3 separate regions of the Anser cygnoides genome follow, and regions 1 and 3 are each linked to region 2. Evidence: chromatin contacts called from public Hi-C data. All regions are on one chromosome and are shown on one strand. The core of a region is the stretch at or near the end of the contact, and the rest is flanking DNA. Distances in the headings are between cores, read along the strand shown.

Region 1 (2,753 bases), core at 209-2,708, 300 kb after region 2:
ATAAGTAGAATATATTTGGGGGGATTATATGCATAGTGAGAAAAAGAAATACTGAAAGAAAAATAAATCTTTTAAACTAAAAGAATACTTTGAAACTTACTGGATAAGACTTTCTACTTTAACATAGGTCAAGTGCATAAACTAATTGCAGAAGAGTAATTTATAGCATCTGTAAATGAGATGTTCTGGGAAAGCGCACCTTTAGCCTCAGAGACACCAGTAATGAGGCTGCATTTTAGTCACTGGGGTAATATAAGTTAAACACCCTCCTTCACTACTCTTAACTGCTGATATCTCCCTGCCTGGCGTACGAATACATTCTTTCTCTGTGGATCTATTCTTTCAGAAAGATCAGTACAGCCTCTGGTTTCCCTTTGCCACTTAAAACAAAAAAGAAGTAGCCAATAACTATACTGTTATATTGTCTGCCTCTTGGGCTCCTATGTTTTTTTCCCTTCTCTTTTTAAAGACACATGCTGAATATATTGCATTTATTTTTTTGGCATTTTTAATAAAAGAACAAATAAGAAGAGATATTTATCATTGAAAATGAATTTGCTTTATGATTTCACAATATTTATACACAAATAATCTCTGGAAAAAAACATCTTGATATTTGGCAAAAATTTCTCCATTGCCAGACAGAAAGTTATTTTTACTTAACAATTAAGACAGTTGCTAAGATGCTTTCTCAAATATATTTCCACCCACACAACTACTCTGTCATATGATTGCTAGCATCAGAAAAGAGGATAATTGCAATATACTGGCTCTTAGAGGATGTTTTTGATAAAACAAGCTGACTGAAGAAAAATCTCAATAGAGTTTCAAATTGTTGGGTGCTAATAATTGGATAGATATTTTAAATGCATTTGAGTGCTATATAATGTTCCAGTTGTCTGCACTACCTGTTAATATTAGACTTCGATTGTGTTTTAGCCATGCCTCGCTTTGTTTCTGAGCTGTCGATCCACTTCATAAGAATCTGTCATAATTTATACAGCATGTAAACCTAACAAAGCAGCCTGAATTACAACTTCGTTCAGTGTGATTTAAAGTGGCACTGTTTACATACAAATGTCAATGTTATTCTCTATATGCAAATATTCCCTTTGTTTGCATAATCCTCAAGAGTATCATGTTTCAGTATTTGGCTGCTTTTCGCAGACCAAAGGGCAAAGTGGTGGAGCAACCTGCAGTAACACATATTAAGAGAAGCCTTTGACCAAAAGCTCTTCAATCTTGGCAATACCAAAGTTACCAAATTTAATCCTTAGTTATGCAGAGCTCTGTTTTATGTGTGTCAAGTGAAATTTTCAGGAGTCAAACAAATGAGATGCTGCTTGTCGCACCCTCCTCCCCAACACAGTGTTGTTCTAAGCACAAAGGAAGCCCTGCAACAATTCTACCACAGGGCATGATACAGCAAGTGTTTGTATACCCGTACACCCAGCCCTCCTCCAAATAAATAAGAAAATAAGAATTTGCAGTAAAGAACATATCCCGTCTTAAGGATTTTATTCCCATTCATCCTTTCACCCAGCCTTTGCTCCTTCTTCATGCTGCCCATTGGGTGTATCAGGCACCAAGCTCAGACCAAGACTAACATCACACGCAAGGCAAAACTGCCGCGGAGCCTCATGGCGAGGCAGCCTGCTTTGCACACTGTGCTGAGCAGACAGCGGCCAGTCATTGAGCACAGTAATTTGATTTAGGTGTTGTGCCTTCTGAGTGAACTGTAAATGGGGTACTGCTCTTTCACACATGCATACACGTCAAATCCTGAAATCCCCTTCCACCTCATGCCCAAAGCAGAGTGGTTGTTGGTTTGTAAAATATTTCTCTGATGTTCTGATGACACAATAACCAACAGTTTTCAGAGCAAAAATGAGACGCCTGTTGCTTAATGTTGCTGATTTGAAAATAAGAGTATTTCTATACTTTGCCCATTTAAAAGTTTTCAGTAATTTCTCATTCTTCTTATGTACCTATAGGTCTTCATGTGTGCAAACCTCTGCATTTGATGTCGGACACCTCTCTGGCTCAGAAATCTCCCTGGAGAAGCTGTAACTTTATTCAGCTAGGTTCACATTCCCGGTATAGTATTCAGCTTGAGCTTCATCTGTTCAACCAGCACTACTAGCTGACCTTCTTTAGGGACACTGACTTGCCAGAGGAAGTAGAGGTTGCCCCATTTTAGCAGTAGCATTTTGTTGTATCCCTGGTTTTTCTTTCAGACCAGTTAATTTAGTCTTTTTTATTGCTGTTGATTTCAAAACCCCAAGTCATTCAGAAATCCACTATCAGCCACTAACACGCTTTATAAATCTGTTCTTTTTTTTTTTTTTTCTGCTGAGCACACATATTCCTAGAAGAAGGTCCTAGTTAATGTCTTTGCTGTTTTTGTTTGTGTTTAAGTCAGTAGTCAGCTTAGCTTTACAGATTCAAAAAGTATTCTTACCTTTTACTGCACAGCGAGGTGCTGCATATTTTATTTCCAGTCATTCCCATCCCCCTACCCTGGTTTGCCTCCTGCCTCTGTTGCTTCAGATATACACCACAATAAATGCAGATAAGGAACTGCTTTTTTCTTTTTTTTTTTTTTTTTTGGCTAGTTATCCAAACAAGACAGTGAGACACTTGTGTCTTTGCAATGCCATAGCAGAATTTCTTGGCACTGCTAATAATAATACTTCCTTGCTGTAGCACCTATCAGGTATATAGGAAAAAAAAAAAAAAAAAAAAGAATTTGC
Region 2 (2,700 bases), core at 77-2,576:
CTGTCTTGTGCCCTGGTTGCCAGTATTTAGAGAGGGAAAAAAAGAGTTCAGTGTTTTTGAAGGGTGACAGATCTAAGGGTGACCATCCTCTTTCTTCTCTCTGAGCTCTTTCATGGGTCATTTAGCCTCTGATCTGATGGTGGTTTTTGATGTTACCTTTTCTTGCTGTTCCCTATATTTCTGAAGTTGCTTTTATCACCTCCCCAGTATCAATTTAGTGGGCTGCTGAATATTGCCTGTTGCTTTCTAGACATATTTGAAGCTGCAGAAATGTAGATACTCTCACAGTCACAAGTTTCTGACGATGGTATTGTAATTCACACAAAAAAGTCAACCCTTTTTTTTTTGTTGTTTTACAGCAACCCGTGGCCATGTCACTCACACTGGAATTAAATCTGAAAATATCTGGGCCCAGTCTCCAGATTTCAGAGCCACCATTTACCTTACATAAAGACCTAGTGTGAGCTGTGCAGCAGATGTAATGGGGATCCTTCAGAGGAAAGCCTTGCAACCCCTTGTATTTAGAGATTATCTCCGTTCTTAAAACCGACCGCTGCATGGCACTGTTGCACTACCGTCACCGCGGCACCACCTGCGGCACCACCCCTGGTGCACAGGGAATTTTCTCTATAATTGTCCCATTGCCCAGCGAGAGCCCTTCAGCATTGTGAAGTGCTGGCTCCATCCACCGCTGAGACGTGCTCAGCACGTGGCATGTGCTGCAAGGTGCAGGGAGGTCCTGCTGCTTCCCATGCAATCTTCTTCTCCCTCCGCCAAAAAAACTAATGAGAGGATTTCGTTTGACATGATGGTATCTGAAAACAGTTGGATAAGGTAGGTGTCCATGCTGCCCTAAGCGTAGGTTTTAAGCCATATCCCTCTTCTTCTGGGAGAAGAGAGAGAAGCACTTTTCTGTATGGCTTAAGGTGTCAGGAATAAAGCTCTTTCCTACGCCGATCACACCCTTCTGAAAGGCTTGCTAAAAAGTGGTCAGCTCTGTGTATGTGTGCACCCTACATCCAAACCTCCTGACTTTGGAAATATTTGAGTTTGTATGAGCATAAATTTTGTGGCTTCAGTAGACCACATGAACTTGTGACAGGTTTGCAACATTCCTGTCTGAGTACTCATCCAGCCTTGATGTGACTGATGGATTAACAAAAAACAGAGCCCTAACCTCATTTTGGAGGCAGTGTGGGGACATGCAGATGCCACAGGTCAAAACTGCCTTTCTCACTGGGCTGCCAGCTCTGCCCAGCAGCTGAGCCATCCCAAACCTCAGAGGGAGGAGGGAGCATCTGCTCTGCGCAGTGCCAGCGCTCCAGGCTCCCTCCTGTCCACAGGGAGGCTTCAGGCAGCCTGCAGAAAATGCTCCCCACTGCAGCACCAGCTGCTCTAAGCTCACAGCGTGCAGCTGGGCTTCTACAGTTAATCAAAGAAGCAGACTAAATTTTTTATTTTTTATTATTATTATTTTTTTTTAAATCCTGAGCATGCTACTTGCCACTGAATTAAAAAAAAATAATAATCTGAGGTATTTCAAGTAGCCAAATGGTAATGCAGGGTATTAGCTAAAGGCTTTTAGAATATATTTATACTTTAATAAAATGAATTCTACACCCACAAACTATTAAAATATCCAAGTAAACCCAACAGGATCAAAACACCAGCTCTGACACTGACCTACTGAGGCCACATGGCCTTCTTCTTCATTCATTTCTCTGGTGCAGATTTGGTAGCCATGGAGAGACATCTACCAGGCAATGCTCAGGTCTGGTTCTGGGGAGGGCACGTGCCATGGAGCCTGCCAGCAGACACACTGGATGTGGACACCCTTGTTTGTGGAGGCTGAGAGGGCCCAGCACCAGAGGTTTGTCCTTGGCCTGTTGCCTTAGCAAGTGCAGTCAGCAGGACAAACAAGGAAAGGGCCTAAAACAACCAGGTCTTGTTATGTCAATGGACAGGGAGAACTCTGAAAGTGATTTGTCATTTGGAAATGAAACCCAAATCCAGGAGACCTCAACCCAAAATCTGGGACCTCAAATAGAGATATAATCTTGACTGAATGACTCTTTTCATTGGGGCTTAAAGCAAAATGCAAACTTTGAAGACTTGGCAGCACTGAGGCTCGTGTCATCCAGTTTCAAAGTTTGCTCTATGAGTTCCCTGCCAGGTTTAATTCTAGTAATTTTGCCAGAAAGACAAGGAGTTTAGGCAATGAAACCAACTTGCCATAAGAACGTTGGATTGTGCCTCTCATGCCATGTTACAGCCCATTGTGCACAGAGCTGACCTTGCAGCCCTGTGCCTGGATGAGCTTCTGCAGCTTGTTGACTGCAGGCCAGGACTTCCAGGGACATAACTTGGCTCCAGATTAAAACAGGCTGCATGGGTCAGAAACCGACTGTTGCAGATCTGGAACGTTTGGCCCATCTCTCTGAAAGAGCAAACGATGCCACTTTTATCACTTTAAATCAGAAAACTAATCCTAGGTGTAATTCTCGATCACCTTTTGAACCGCTGTAAATGAGATCAGAACCATTTTTATATCTCAGCTCTTCAGCTTTCCTAGAAATCTGATGTTTTTCCTATAAATGAACTTTCACCCTGAAAATCAGTGTGTTAACATCCAGAATCTTGACGCAGTTATTGATGTATATGCCCAAGGATACATTATTAAATTTTCTTTCCTGATTTTTT
Region 3 (2,700 bases), core at 46-2,545, 340 kb after region 2:
ACTCTGTTTGCTTACATGAATACCGGAATTCGGATGTAAAGCTACCATATTTTGATCCTGGAGATGGAATAAATAGAAACAGCTAAACCAAGCTGCTAAAGTCCGAGAAGGGGAAATAGAGACCAGTGTTTGAAACAAAAAACTCCGGAGAAGGTTGTGTCCCACCTTCATGCTCTGGAAAGTACTTTGAATTTTCTGATCTTCTGAGTGACTTTGTGATACCTTCATATGAAAGCAATCCACTTAGATGTCTACTGCAATTTATAAAAAAATCTTAGAAGCTGCAGACCAAAAAAAAAAAATCAGTATGGAAGAGCAGCTGATTTCTTTCTACCTATAGAAAACACATCAAGGACCAAAATGAACAATTTACCAAACAAGCAGCAGCTCTTGAGTTTGTTCTGCTGATGCAATAATGTTTTCAGTGTGAGCATCTAATGGGTTCACAAATTGATTTAGGTTTGAAAAATGGGAAAAAGGTAAACTTTTTTAAAAACCTTGGAAGGGTAGTGATTTTTGAGAGATTTAGCACAGTTCTGCTGGCTGAAGCAGGAGCAAGACAGCGAGGCATACGGAAGGCGAGAAATGGGATGCCTGAATGTGAGTTTGCTCAGCTGACTGGAAACAGCAATAGCATTATGCATTTGGTTATTGGAGTTAGCTGACAGAGGACCTAGAATTTCTTACCTTTGGATTGTGATTTCTTATATGCAATTATTTTATATAACGTGTTTAACGTGTTAGAAAAACGTGACTCAAAATGTGTGAATACTTTCAGAGAATAATATATTGGCATTTAACTAATAAAGTGTTCATATTTAATTTTGGATAAATAGAGGTATTTTTATAGATGTTTATAACTCTTTTGCAGTTTCTTACATTGATATAACTCCTTTGATAATAAAATATTTGTCTTCTATGGAATTGGGCTGTTGGCTTTTTGAGTGTCATTACTCCTTTCTTAGCTTTTTTTTTTTCCACTGCTAGTCATTAAAATCACAGTGCCTTTGTAAGATCCAGCTGCATGAGATTTCCTATTATAAAATATCTGTTTCTTAATTGCTTATAACCCTATAATTTAGGTAGACAGTTCCAGACCAGCTGTCCAACTTGGACTAAATATTTTGGGAAATCTTCAACTAAGCACGTTCTTTCCTGATTCAGAGTGAAAATTTTCTGTGGAACTACTCAGAGAAATCTTTGGTATTCAAAACACAAGATTGAAAAAATGGTGGAATGTGATTTAAACAACTGTATGGACCTCCTCTGACTGGAGTAAAATCTGCTGACTGAATCCATTAAACCCAGTGTGCCCTATTGCTAATGGTGAGGGACCCATATCTAATTATGGCACGGAAACTTCTTGAGTTTGTAGTATCTTTGAATTGGATCTTTGTAAATATGTGACTGAGATTTTCACATATTCTCTTTAGCTCTTGATTTAAGGGATTGTAACTTTAACTTCAAACTGGGGAAAAAAAAAAGCGATAAAAAAATCAGCCCAACCCACAACCCTTTTATGTAATAGGAAAAGGAAACAGATTTCCCAATGTTGCACTGCAGCTCAGAGAACACAACTATTGTAGGGACTTCTGAGGAAATCACTTCTACTGAAAGAAGTCCCAGTTGGCTGAGGACTAAATTTTTCTCTGAGAGTGACTGAAGAATACCAACTATGTTTTGGAAACTCAGGAACGATTGAGAGCCAAGATTGATTTCCTAATAACTGCTATCACTTGGCAAGGAAAGGGCAGTGTGAGTTAAAAGAAAAATACACAGGTGCAATATTAGTTACTACAAAATTGAAATCACAAAGTTCAGTTGGCTTAAATGACTTAAGCAGCAGCTCACAACTCAGATCTTGAGGCCAATCAAACAGTTTCTGGCCTATCCTGAGGAAAGACTGAACATAGATCCAGAACAGAAATTTGAATTCAGTGGTTATGAAATTGTGGTTTTCCTGATTGCTTCTCTTAATAAATATCCTGCCTGCCTGATTCTTCCTGCCAAGTTTCTTGAGTCATCACTTTTATGTAAAGACTAACTGCTAAACCCAGTGATTTGTGCTCTTTGATTTGTTCCTTCTAATTGAGAACCTTCTCCAGCTTCCACTGAAATCAGGAATCTGGCAAAACCAAACTGCTTTGCAGGAAATGGGCTAAGGGACCTTGCAAGGTATCACCACCACTCCTACCTCCCTTTCATTTTTTACCATCTTTTTGTTAGTTTGTTTTAACATTATGACACTGTAAAAAAGGAATATGAGTAGGTCAAACATGTAATTTAGAAATGCATGGAATTTATGGGAAGGTAGCAAAGGAAGCAAGGGAAGACAGGTATTAAAATTAGTGAAAATAATTTTACCACTGTCGTTACAAGGGACTGTGAATTGAGCAGATTAACCCATGTGAGCAAGATAATGTTGCGTATTTGAATGATTTCTAACAGCAAGTTAGGTGCTCTGCTGAGAAGAATTTCTGGTGTTTAGGAAATCAGATCAAGGAAGGTCACTGTTTTGACATCTTACTTTACACCATTAAACTGCTGAAGTTCCTCAGCTAAGGGTCACTCCTGGCTGATTTTAATTTCCCTTCCAGTTTCACCTCTTCAGCTTTGTGCTGAGCAACAGAGATGGTGGCTTTATGATAGGATTCATGAAGCATCTGCTTGATTCTTCTGGTTCTTCTTTCTTTTTTTTTT

The links. A called contact is a pair of places that touch in the nucleus more often than the background predicts.
Region 1: a contact with region 2 is called in a Hi-C map of liver, with 2.7 times the contacts expected there. The contact joins two enhancer-like sites. A contact is called at or near these places in 2 of 7 Hi-C or Micro-C datasets (granulosa cells and liver).
Region 3: a contact with region 2 is called in a Hi-C map of liver, with 2.4 times the contacts expected there. The contact joins two enhancer-like sites. A contact is called at or near these places in 2 of 7 Hi-C or Micro-C datasets (both in liver).

What each region holds. Positions count from the first base shown.
Region 1 is chr2:132,774,631-132,777,383 of Taihu_goose_T2T_genome, reverse strand. The region is part of intron 2 of LOC125183290 (a long non-coding RNA gene); the gene reads right to left. Among named protein-coding and RNA genes, the nearest start is that of IL7, 25 kb to the right of the region's middle. Within about 2 kb of position 1,458, at least 3 of the 3 cell types and tissues checked have open chromatin away from gene starts, as enhancers often do. A contact at or near this core is called in liver, where this site is marked.
Region 2 is chr2:133,078,502-133,081,201 of Taihu_goose_T2T_genome, reverse strand. No RefSeq gene overlaps it. Among named protein-coding and RNA genes, the nearest start is that of HEY1, 23 kb to the left of the region's middle. Within about 2 kb of position 1,326, at least 2 of the 3 cell types and tissues checked have open chromatin away from gene starts, as enhancers often do. A contact at or near this core is called in liver, where this site is marked.
Region 3 is chr2:132,737,961-132,740,660 of Taihu_goose_T2T_genome, reverse strand. IL7 (interleukin 7) reads left to right here. Exons shown (of 5, transcript XM_048068279.2): 5 at 1-924. Among named protein-coding and RNA genes, the nearest start is that of IL7, 12 kb to the left of the region's middle. Within about 2 kb of position 1,295, at least 1 of the 3 cell types and tissues checked has open chromatin away from gene starts, as enhancers often do. A contact at or near this core is called in liver, where this site is marked.